Regions from separate parts of the Zea mays genome. Here region 2 is linked to region 1. A link is a contact called in public Hi-C data. All regions are on one chromosome and are shown on one strand. The core of a region is the stretch at or near the end of the contact, and the rest is flanking DNA. Distances in the headings are between cores, read along the strand shown.

Region 1 (5,515 bases), core at 2,069-4,568:
TCTGATTTTACTGGGCCAAATTGTGGGAGTACAGCCTGTGTAGCTTTGATCAGAAATAAGCAACTCGTTGTGGCAAATGCTGGTGACTCCCGCTGTGTCATCTCAAGGAATGGTCAGGTCAGTTGTTGTTACTCCTTTTTCTTTTTTGAGGAAATAGGAGGGGTTACCACCCGACTAGCAGTTGCACTAAAAACAACACGGTACAAAGGTTGTGCTATATTTCGAAATAAAGTTCACGTGTGATCCTCTCATTTTTTTCACTTCTTCCACAAAACACAGGCATACAATTTGTCTAGAGACCATAAACCAGAGCTCGAGGCAGAGAGAGAGAGGATACGGAGTGCAGGCGGTTTCGTTCTAATGGGGCGTGTAAATGGAAATCTAAACTTGTCAAGAGCTATCGGTATTCTTCACTCGCTTCTTCTCGTTCGTACCTGACACCTTACCTGATGGTCTTGCTTGCATATGCCAAATGCCTTTTCAGGAGACATGAAGTTCAAACAAAACAAGTTCTTGCCCCCCGATAAGCAAATCCTGACTGCGAACCCCGACATAAACATTGTGAGCAAATTCTGCAGCTGTCTCGCACCCCTGCTATGCAGTTTACCGAGTTAGCGTTCCCTTCTTGTTGACTGTTATTCTGACTTTGTTCTTTCGTGCAGGTCGAGCTATGTGATGACGACGAATTCATTGTTTTGGCATGCGATGGCATCTGGTAAATTTCTCCCTGATAACAAGGGGTTCTTGCTTCAACATGATTATTGCTTTTGTCAGAAGTAACAGCAGTATCCTCTGGGTTATTAGGGACTGCATGTCAAGCCAGCAGTTGGTCGATTTCATCCGCGAGCATATAGACACAGTAAGTACCAAGCAGTTTAACACTATCTGCCCTTTCGAAAATCGTAAGCACCATCTTCGGATTGCCTTGGGGCTTTCTTTGGCAATTGCTCATGCTGATGCTGTCCTGGCCATATGCTTTCTGGAAACTGAATGAACTGCGTCCTTTTGTATGGTTGGTGATGTGATCCTGATGCTCCTGCGTGGGCATGTTACGGGTCTGTCTCTGTCATTCTACCTCCTGATTGGGCATGTTACTGTTTGCTTTCCTTGTTTATACTTGCAGTGATGGTGGGTTAGCTTTCCTGTTGGATACCTGAATCAGGTTGTCCACAGATCTGGATAAACTGTCGTCCAGCTGCCCCATTGCTTGTTTTTGGTGTTAGATCCTTTCACCTCGGTCTTGTTACGTTTCTAGAAGTTGCGGTTCGAACTTTGTTTTTCTGTTATGAAAGTAATATAAGTGGGGTCATCCTCTTATAAAAAAAAACCTACTCATGGAAAGAGGTTACGAAGTGCAGGAGGAAAGCCTCTCGGCAGTATGCGAGAGAGTGCTCGATAGATGCCTGGCTCCGTCGACCATGGGCGGCGAGGGATGCGATAACATGACGATGATCCTGGTGCAGTTCAAGAAGCCGATTGCTCAGGTCGAGGACGCCAGCGGTGCAGAACCAGCTGGAGACGCTGGGTGCTGTGAGACCCAGTGAGTCACCTCTGATTGTGTTAACTAGCGTTGTTTTTTCTTCACTACCGATCTTCCTTGGACGCTAACCAAGCCTTTTATGACCAGTGGGGCCCACGAGAACGGCTCTGGTAAGCAGGTGTAGCGAAGACGTGGCATGCATGGCTCTCGGAGTCTTGGACTCTTGGTACATATAGGCCTGACGCTGGACATGGGTAAAACGGGAGTACGATAGATGACACCCTCTGTTCCTCAATACAACCCGCTGTTGTGATTTTTTGGTTACCTGACCACCTATCTGTACATTTTTGTGGAAATGATGTTACAGTAATTATTGTCCGGTCAAGCGGACCCCTTTTGAGTTTTGTCATCTACATGTACTTACTCTCGTAGCAGAATGACTGCATGAGCTGACAATTGCACTCCTTTACCCTCTTAGACTCTCACGCTGTCTCCGGTAGGGCAGGGTGATGCGGAACTATAGATATAGATGACACCTTCTCTATCGATTCTTCATCCTAAATCCTTATGTTTGGTCCCTTTTCAGCCTTTCTCCAACCATTTTCTCTATTCAGCTCTTCTTATTTTCTCTATTCAGCTCTTCTTTTACCATTTATTTGAGCTATTTGAATTTTTTGTACATTAGTTTTTGGAGCTCTTCTTTCACCATTTAATTGAGCTATTTGCGTCAATGCGTGTGGGGTTGAGCAATGCATCCACCCATCGATTCCAGGTTTCGTCTTTTTCTGCGCCTGCCTCTGCGGCAGCACAGGCACACTGCCCTGGCAGCACCAGCTAGAGCAGTGCAGCACCGCTCAAAAAGTCGATTTCACGCAGCGCACAGGCACACTGCACTGCACTTCGTACTTCCTCAGTCCCAGTTTTCCTATCGTTTGACTTTTTTGACACTATATTTGACCGACTTGTCTTGTTCAAAAAGAATTTATAATTACTAACTATTTTCATTATGATTTGGTTTATCATATAATTTATTTTAACTATAGATTATTTTTTCTATATTTTTATAAATATTTTGAATAAAACGAGCCGATCAAATTTGGTGTCAAGAAGATCAAAGACATGTAAGTTGAGACAGATAGTACGGTACTAGCTTCAGGTGACTTTTAGACTTTTAAATGGTAATTATAAGTATGAAACTTCTCTAAGATAATATTGTAGCTTTATTTTATCCATTTCTATTTTTTTATTCTCTATCTCTTAAAGAAGACATTTTTTTTTACTCTTGCCAACTCCCATGACACAAGAAGCAAGGAAGTTCTAAATAAGCTCTCGATGCTGCCACCGTCCCATATCTCTCTCTTGCATCGCCGCTGGTCATCCTTCCGTCGTACGCCACCATGCACTGGGCGTATACCGCTATCTTATTGATGAACTTGATTCTTCTTCTTCATGTAAATGAACAAGTTTATTCGCTTTATGAATAAACATATTTGCTATCAGATTAGAATTATATGAGATATATGTTTATGTCTCGTTCTCTTTAAGTCATGAAGTACCTTTTTAAAATTTAATGATTTTTTACTTTTGTTAAAAATTAAATAAATATTTTTCATATTTTAAATCAAAACCCGTCCTTTTAATTGGTAAAAAATAAGAAATAAAATATAAACAAAATCCATTTCAATTTTTAGAGAATAATAATCTGGTAGAGTGGTAGGAAGAAACTATAATTGCAAAACTCTCGGGCACAGTTCCGATCGGGTCCCATCCCAGCGTCCCCCTGGCTGCTGCCACCGGTATAAAAATGCTCGAGCACAGTTCCACTCGGTCCCCCAAAGCCAAAGGGCAAAGGCCCAAAAACCCAGCCGGCCAGAGCCAGTCCCCCACCCCCCAGCAGCCATGGAGTTCGGCTTCCGCGCAGGAAACAGCACGCAGCGCCGCCCTTCCCCCGATCGACGCGTCACAGCACAGCAAGGTAAGCGCCCCCTTCCCATCGAGACCCCAGACTTGCAGCATCTATCTCAAAGTCCCCGGTCCCGCGCAGCCGGACCCTTCCACGGCGACCACCCGCCGCCCTCGCCGTTGCAGTGGGAGGCTGCGGCCCGGCGCGAGCGGATCAAACGCGAGGTGGAGCGCCGGCTCATCGAGGAGGAGGTCCGCCTGGAGCTCGCCCTTGAGCGCGCCCGCCTCCACGGTGGTTTTGGCCCCGCCCCGTTCCTCGGGACCGACGGCTCCGTCGTGCCGGTGCCGCCTCCACCTCCACCTCCAGGCCGGTTCTCCAGGGCCGACGGCCCATCGATGACGCCGGCAATGTCGTGGGACAGCCCTCGGCGGCTCGCGAGATTTGAGCAACCGATGCTCCTCAGTGAGACGGGAACGTGGTCCCTGCTGCCGAAGCCGAGGCATACGCTCCGGCTGCGCGAGATCGCGCCCAGCGAGAGCTCCGAGGTCAGGGAGCACCATTGCCGTTCAATGCCCATGCATGCTGCTTGCTTGTTCGTATTCTTCTTCGACATTTTGGTTGTTCATATTCTTTTCGGCATTTGGCATTAAAGGCGCCTAGCGCTACTGCATTACCACTTTTCAAATTTCTTTCCTTTTTTTTGGTTTGATCTCTTATTGCACTTCCGTTTTACTCTCGATCGCTTTAGAAGCGCAAGCGCTTGCTTTTTTCTTGTCATTTAAAGGCCAATGGTAGTAGTCACTTTCTGTAATAACTGATTACAATCTAGAAGGAAACGTTGCCCATAGATCAAATGGGAGCTTGAACGCTGAAGCCAAATAACAGATCTGATCTGGTGAACTTGTATGGAGGACCAGAGAAGACCGAGTAAACTATTCCATGTGGTGATGTGGATTTCAGTTTCTAGTTATGCAGTAACTTCCTTGTCGCCTTGATCTTTTTCTTCCTGCCCGACTTGACTAACTCTTCCTTCTGTTTCCAGGTTCTTTCATCAGCAACAAAGGCTTCTGGCGTGAAGAGGAAAGCAGCAGCTGCGATTTCCGCAACAACGACTGAACAACAACCAACGGGAGTACAAGACCCGAGTTCCGGGCAATGGAGCTGCGCAATCTGCCAGGTGAGCGCGACCAGCGAGGCCAACCTGAACGAGCACCTCCAAGGGAAAAAGCACAGGGCAAAGCTGGCCCGATGCGGAGCGACCAAGGCGACGACGGATCCTCCTCCTAACAGAAGCGGCGATGGCGCAGTAGCAGTAGCAGCAGGCCCGAGCGACGCGCCGAAGAGGATCCAGATCCTGGTCGACGGGGAGGCGCACCAGGTCGTCCAGAGGAGCAGCTGCGTGTGGTGCGAGCGCTGCAGGGTCGGCTGCACCAACGCCGCCGCCATGGTCGACCATCTGCGGGGCAAGAGGCACAGCCTGTCGAACAAGGTCTGGACGGCGATAAAGGCCGTGAGGAGGAGCAGCTAATACGGCGATAAAGGCCGTGACCGTGAGGAGGAGGCACAATCTTGTCGAATACGGTTGAGCAGGGCCTGTGTTGAGCTTTGGAAAGAAAGGGCACAGACACTAGTTGTTTGACAACTAATGAAGTGTGGGTTTTCATAGACCCTCTTAATTTAGCAGCGGAAAGAAAGACGGTATATTCCTTGCTTGTTATCACTTATCAGACAATCACTTATTCCCTAATCCCGAACCTCGCGTGTGGGGGCTAATCGTTGGGAGTGTGTGTGTGTGTTTTTGGATGGGCTTTTTCCTTGTGATGTTTATGCGGCAGGGTGTGTTCCTCCTGCTCATGTAGCTTTCAGGTCTGATGCTTTTTATGGTTTTGGATGGCTGCGGGAGTGGTAGCTTGTGGCATGCATCTCTTGCGTGCTCGCTGCCTCAAGATCTTTCAGACCTGAAAACAAAACAAAAACAAAACCCAGATGAGCCCACGCGTCGGTCTGTTCTGTTGGTCTTCTCGAGTCTAAGGCTAGCTTGGGCGACGGAGAGCGTAGCTAGCTAGGAGTCGCGCACGGAGACGCCGGCCGCCGCGGCCTCCAGCTGAACGCGGCTGTGCCTTGGCGATGAA
Region 2 (5,515 bases), core at 1,573-4,072, 350 kb after region 1:
ATTCACAACATTTGAGAACAAGTGACCAACACTATCTCATGTCTGACTTTCTTAAAACAATTATGGAATAACTTTCTATTTTCACCATTTCAAAAAGCAAAACAGGATCCAAGATACTTCCAAAACTGGACTACACAAAAGCAAAAGCATCTACTTCTAAAAACATCTTTTGCTCCGACCTCTTAGATTGGCTTTTAGCATTTTAGAATCAAAAGCAACAGCAAAATGCCCAACCAAATACTTCAGGCCACCCGAGTTATGAACTTTGTTGCCAATTTGTTCGAGTTCGACCGATACGATAATTTGTGTGTTTAAAAAGTTTAGTCTAGTTAAATCGACAATAGATTCGGATTAGTTTGTTTAATAGATGTAGGCGCTGGCTCTTTAAATGAGATGGGCACCCGTGGAAGACAACCATAATACAAATTCATGCCTAGATTAACAATAACAGCAAAAGCCAACATCCCTTTTCAACCAAAATAATTCAAATCAAAGAAAAATGATTCAAATCAAAGGGACATGCATGGCAAAAATGAGTACATTCTTACTGTGCGAGTGATGAGGAAAACCAAAAATTAGATACACACACAATTTATTTAGCCAACAATCTTAGTCTGCAAGTGATGAGAATTCAAGGGAACCAGAAAATAGACCACAACACGATTGATGTAGCCATTTAGGTGAAAGGGCAGACCGGGGCAATAAGAATGAGTTGACAACTGAATGAACTAGTTCAAGCATTTCTTAAACAGTACAGATGACACCTGACTCTAGTAGTCTGCTAATCACATGGTACAATCAACCACCCAATACAAGGCTTCAATTCTGAAACAACTCCATGTAACAGATACCATAAGCAGAAACTACAAGAACTTTTTAATCTAGCAACCACCCCTCAGAGCAAGAACAAGATGGAGCACTGAACCACCTTCAATGTTGTAATCCTTGGCAGTTTTGTCATCAGCAAGTTGCTTCCCAGCATAAATGAGCCTATGCATGGAACATTTTTATTAGGACCACACAATGCTAAAAAAGATTACAAGAATTTGGAGCTTAGAAAAAGGTTTCACATTCATTTAGATTTTGGGGGCAAGTAGAGTACCTCTGCTGAATAGGTGGGATGCCTTCTTTCTCCTCAACACGCTCCTTGATCCTATAAATTGTGTCATTGGGCTCGATGTCAATCTCGATTTCCTTCCCAGTTAGTGTCTTCACCTTGATCATAGTTCCACCCTTGAGCCTCAAGACCAAAGGGAGTGTTGACTCCTTCTGAATGTTGTAATCAGCTAAAGTTTTCCCATCCTCCAATTGCTTGCCAGCAAAAATCAGCCTCTGGTGGTCAGGCAAAATGCCCTCCTTGTCCTGAAAAATACAAAGTCAGATACCCTGCCGAGTTAGAATGGCATTCTTTCACCTGTCTCTGAATCAGTGTTACTTAAAATTGATTATCACAAGTTTTGGAATTTGATTCACATTTAAATGCACTTGGCAAAACAAATGATACATGAAAAATGATCACACATGGACAAAGGTGTGGGATACAAATATTGAACATGGACAAGTGTTAGCAAATAAAATTTACTTGAGCATGGACAATGTTATCCAAAGCTAGCTCCGATTGAGGTTTTTGACTAGGCAATTTTTTGTTCACCAGAAATGACTCAAAGTCGGCTTTTATTTCCTAAAATGTGTTTGAGAATCTAAGCAGCAGTTGCACTCCAAAAACATAAGCGAAAATAAGGAATATCTCGCTACTTTGCAAATCCTAACAGAGGATAAGAAACATGTTATTCCGCAATGGGACCGGGTTACAAGTAAGATCAAAGTCATGGTTTTCCTAAACTAAGTCACATAGTATACAAAACGAAGTATTACAAAAAAAGATGGCTTGGCCTTTAATTAAGTAGCAACCATGATGCAATATGGAGGCCTCCATTCCAAATTGTAATTTGTTTTGGTTTTTCTAGGATCTAGGTGCATAGTTTGTGCTACTCAAAACGACTTACAATTTGGCAATGAGGGAGTAAAAGCCATAAATAGTGATACTCAGTATTAGTATGGGGTCAACTCTTTACATTCTTATTATGAAAAGAATTCTATGCTAGGTGCTTGTGGAAATATTACATCTTCCATAACCACATAACAGTTTATAGGTACTAAATTTCCTAAATTTGTTTGTTCATCACAACGAATAAGGCTTAAGTGTCGACAGTACACGGCACGATACCAACCAGCAAAAAATTACCATAAGCGCCAGTTATGAGGAGAATCTTCATACTTCAGCCAATAGACACTATCCCAAGATCTATTTCCCCGCAAAGGGTAAGAACCGCACTAAAGGAACTACCAAATCGATGAAGCAATCAACACGACTACTCCGATGTTATCACCGATCACGAAGGACACAATTCGGCTACGAATCGGGAGTCGTAGAGGTGAACAAGGGGGAGGGGAGGGGTGGCAGACCTGGATCTTGGCCTTGACATTATCGATGGTGTCGCTGCTCTCGACCTCGACCGTGATGGTCTTCCCCGTCAGCGTCAAGATGAAGAGCTGCATCTCGTTGGCTACGACCCGCGGTCTGGGGCTAGGGTTTACGGTGGCCTACCGCGTGAAGTCGCCGAAGCAAAAGTCCGAACCGAACGAGGAGGGAGGCTCTCGCAGTGTTGATTAAAGAAGAATATGATGATTGAGGAATGAGGAAGCGAAGAGGGCGTGTGGTTGTTTTGCATATTTGCACCTGGAGGTGTTCATGTTCGCATCGAGGTCCTCCGTGTCAGGTTGCGGCCGCTGCATGTGGGCCCCAGTGCCATCTCCGATTCGAAGCCAGGGGACTCGGGGGAGTGCCTTTCAGCTGTCATGGGCACGTGGCTGCCAGATGTAGTGGACCGTAAAACAAGACTTATTTGGGCCTTGTATTGGCCCAGCTGTCCGGAATTTCGAATGGTATCGCAGACTAGGCTGATCATGCCTGATGTAAAATCACCCCGCTCAATTTCAACAAACCCTATCCTACTTGTTTCTATTTCTATGTATATCAATTACTCACTATAGAAAAATACATATATCTTTTATTCTAATTATACAATTACTTTAAATAGCCATACACCTAAGTGTACTAGTCTATATCGCAGGTGCTTGTCCACTGGTTTGTAGGGGAAACAAAAGAACAGATTTGCTTGCACTCAAATATAGTAGTAGTAATAGTAGGCTGGAGTGTACTGTAGACGGAGAAAGCTGAACGAATGGTCCCACTCTATCCAATCCATACGAAGAGAATATGCTTGGCCTGAACAGTGGACATCCGTCACGTTTGAACGGAGCGAAAAAATCGGAGCAATGGAGGCGGCATCTTCGGCCACGGATCCACCGCCCATGGCGGCGCGTTTCGTTTCTCCGTTACCTTGTCAAAATATATCAACCGGTACAGCCGTGCAGGCGCAGTGCGTTGACCTGGTGGATCTTTGATCTGTCCATTTAAATTTGGCAGGTGTAATTGTCATTTTAAAATTTGGCGTGCGGCATGCATGATTACTGATCACATAAACAGGTTTGACCCTCCGATTCGAGTTCACTTGCACACGACTTCACACTCTCCCTCATAGTTGGGCTGACGATACCAGCCATGCCCTCCTCCCTCCATCGCCGCCGGCTCCTCCTCCTCGTCGTCGCTGCCGCCGCGCTGCGGGGGGCGCCGTTGGCGGACGCCGGCGCGGACACCTGCAAGGCGTGGTTGGTGCAGTCCATCCCCACGGACATGCCGCACCTGAGCCGCATCCCCGGGGTCCTATCCACGGGTTCGTCTCTCTCTCTCTCTCTCTCTCTCTCGTCTATGGGGGTTTGCCAGTTTGGGGAATGGGGAGTAGGCGTATGCTGAATTGGTGATACATAGCTGGTGATGGTGGTAGTGGGTTTGTGAAATTACTAATGCTTCTTGCAGCCGTCACTACGTATATCCATCCATTGGGCTGCTGATTTCTGTGGGTCCTGACCTCAGGAGATGTGCTCCAGTGGCTCTCGGGGAATGCAACGAAGAGTCTGGACATCCTTGCGCAGTACTGGCAGTTCTTGCCCCAGCCGAACAATCCGAAATCGGGGGACTACGGGTTTTCCGAGAGTGACATGAGGAGATTCGGGGCCGATGAGGGCCGCCGGGTTTACAAGGCACTGGAAAATGCTGCAGACCGTAAGATCAAAATCAGGCAAGTATCGAGTATCATACTTGAACTGTCAGTTTCTATAATGTTGGTGATTATTACTTAACCATAGGATGATTGGAATAGTAGTAGAGTATGTTGGAACATTGACATATAGTTATCGGCCAACAGAAAAACTGGTGTCACAATTGAATCACAAAGAAGAGAAGTGATAAAGCAAACAAGCAAAACATTTATAAATAACTAAACAGTGTGTCCATGTAGAGATTTCGTTTCTCTATTGACAAGCTGTGGTATCATTTCAGGATTGTCCAGCACTCTGGATTTGCTCCTGATTTTGACCAAGAGAGCGCAGACCTGGCTGCAGGAAGACCAAATGTTGAGAACGCAACCGTTCTTTTCGAGGACTGGTGGGGATCTGGTGTTGTGCACGCAAAGGTCTGGATATCAGATAAGAAGGATGTGTATATAGGTTCCGCAAACAACGACTGGAAATCCCTTACTCAGGTATATCCGACAAAAAAAAACAGGCTCTGCTAAATTTGCAGTATGGTGTTGAGAAAAAAAAACAATTTGGTAAACCTGTGTGGCACTACTTTTACATGCATTGCAGGTTAAGGAGCTTGGGATTTATTTTGCTGGTTGCCCACAGATAGCAAAAACTGTGGAGGTCTATTTTCAAAACCTGTGGACGCTTTCAACCCTCAACTCAACTTTTTACACCAAACAAGCCTGGGATACGCAGTGGCAAGTTTCTAGAAAGGTTCCATGCTGGTCTCATTTCCTACAGCCCAAAGAAAGATGCAGGTTTGCATCTCCCTCTGCAGGTCACATGCAGCGATCTACTACTTAGTGCACAAATTTGAAGGGGAAAAATGGCTGGTACATAGATGGCAATAAATTATGTACAATCTAAGCACACAATTTTGAAGGAAAAAAAATGGCTGGTACATAGATGGGAAATAAATTATGTACAACCTATCCATTAACCTATATTGTCTGCATTTATCTTAGTGCTGATCCATCTTCGATTCTGAAAATGCTCGGTACATACGATCCTTTATACCTTTGTCACTCATCTTTATAATGATTCAGTGGCTGCTAATTACTTATTAAATCCTGTCTTGTGGCTCCGTCAAATGCCTTAAAAATATTCAAGCATGGTATTTTCCTTTTAGACTTTTTTTGCTAGATCAAATAAAGAGATTTATTCTTAATGTGCGAACAGGTCACCCATACCACTTTCAGTTGACATCCCATATGTAGATGGATATCCAGCTCTTGCAAATCCTGAAATGATTGATGTTTCGTTTGAAACCCCTGGGTACAAGAAACCTACTCAGGAGCACTACTTGAGC

Evidence for each region. A called contact is a pair of places that touch in the nucleus more often than the background predicts.
Region 2: a Hi-C map of endosperm shows a contact between it and region 1, with 4 times the contacts expected there. The contact joins the promoter of LOC103629697 here to the promoter of LOC100502196 in region 1. A contact is called at or near these places in 2 of 25 Hi-C or Micro-C datasets (bundle sheath and endosperm).

Annotation. Positions count from the first base shown.
Region 1 is chr6:105,426,121-105,431,635 of Zm-B73-REFERENCE-NAM-5.0, forward strand. It overlaps LOC100502196, which reads left to right and starts at 3,319. Exons shown (of 3, transcript NM_001196673.1): 1 at 3,319-3,455; 2 at 3,525-3,928; 3 at 4,426-5,128. The coding sequence starts at 3,380. The coding sequence ends at 4,911. LOC100272962 reads left to right here. Exons shown (of 11, transcript NM_001147414.1): 5 at 1-117; 6 at 280-403; 7 at 485-561; 8 at 663-715; 9 at 805-859; 10 at 1,359-1,540; 11 at 1,628-1,888. The coding sequence ends at 1,664.
Region 2 is chr6:105,777,924-105,783,438 of Zm-B73-REFERENCE-NAM-5.0, forward strand. LOC103629697 (ubiquitin-NEDD8-like protein RUB2) reads right to left here and starts at 2,823. Exons shown (of 3, transcript XM_008650808.4): 1 at 2,467-2,823; 2 at 1,103-1,362; 3 at 560-990. The coding sequence starts at 2,559. The coding sequence ends at 882. It overlaps LOC103631261 (phospholipase D Z), which reads left to right and starts at 3,293. Exons shown (of 7, transcript XR_004850231.1): 1 at 3,293-3,797; 2 at 3,998-4,202; 3 at 4,463-4,664; 4 at 4,771-4,964; 5 at 5,386-5,515.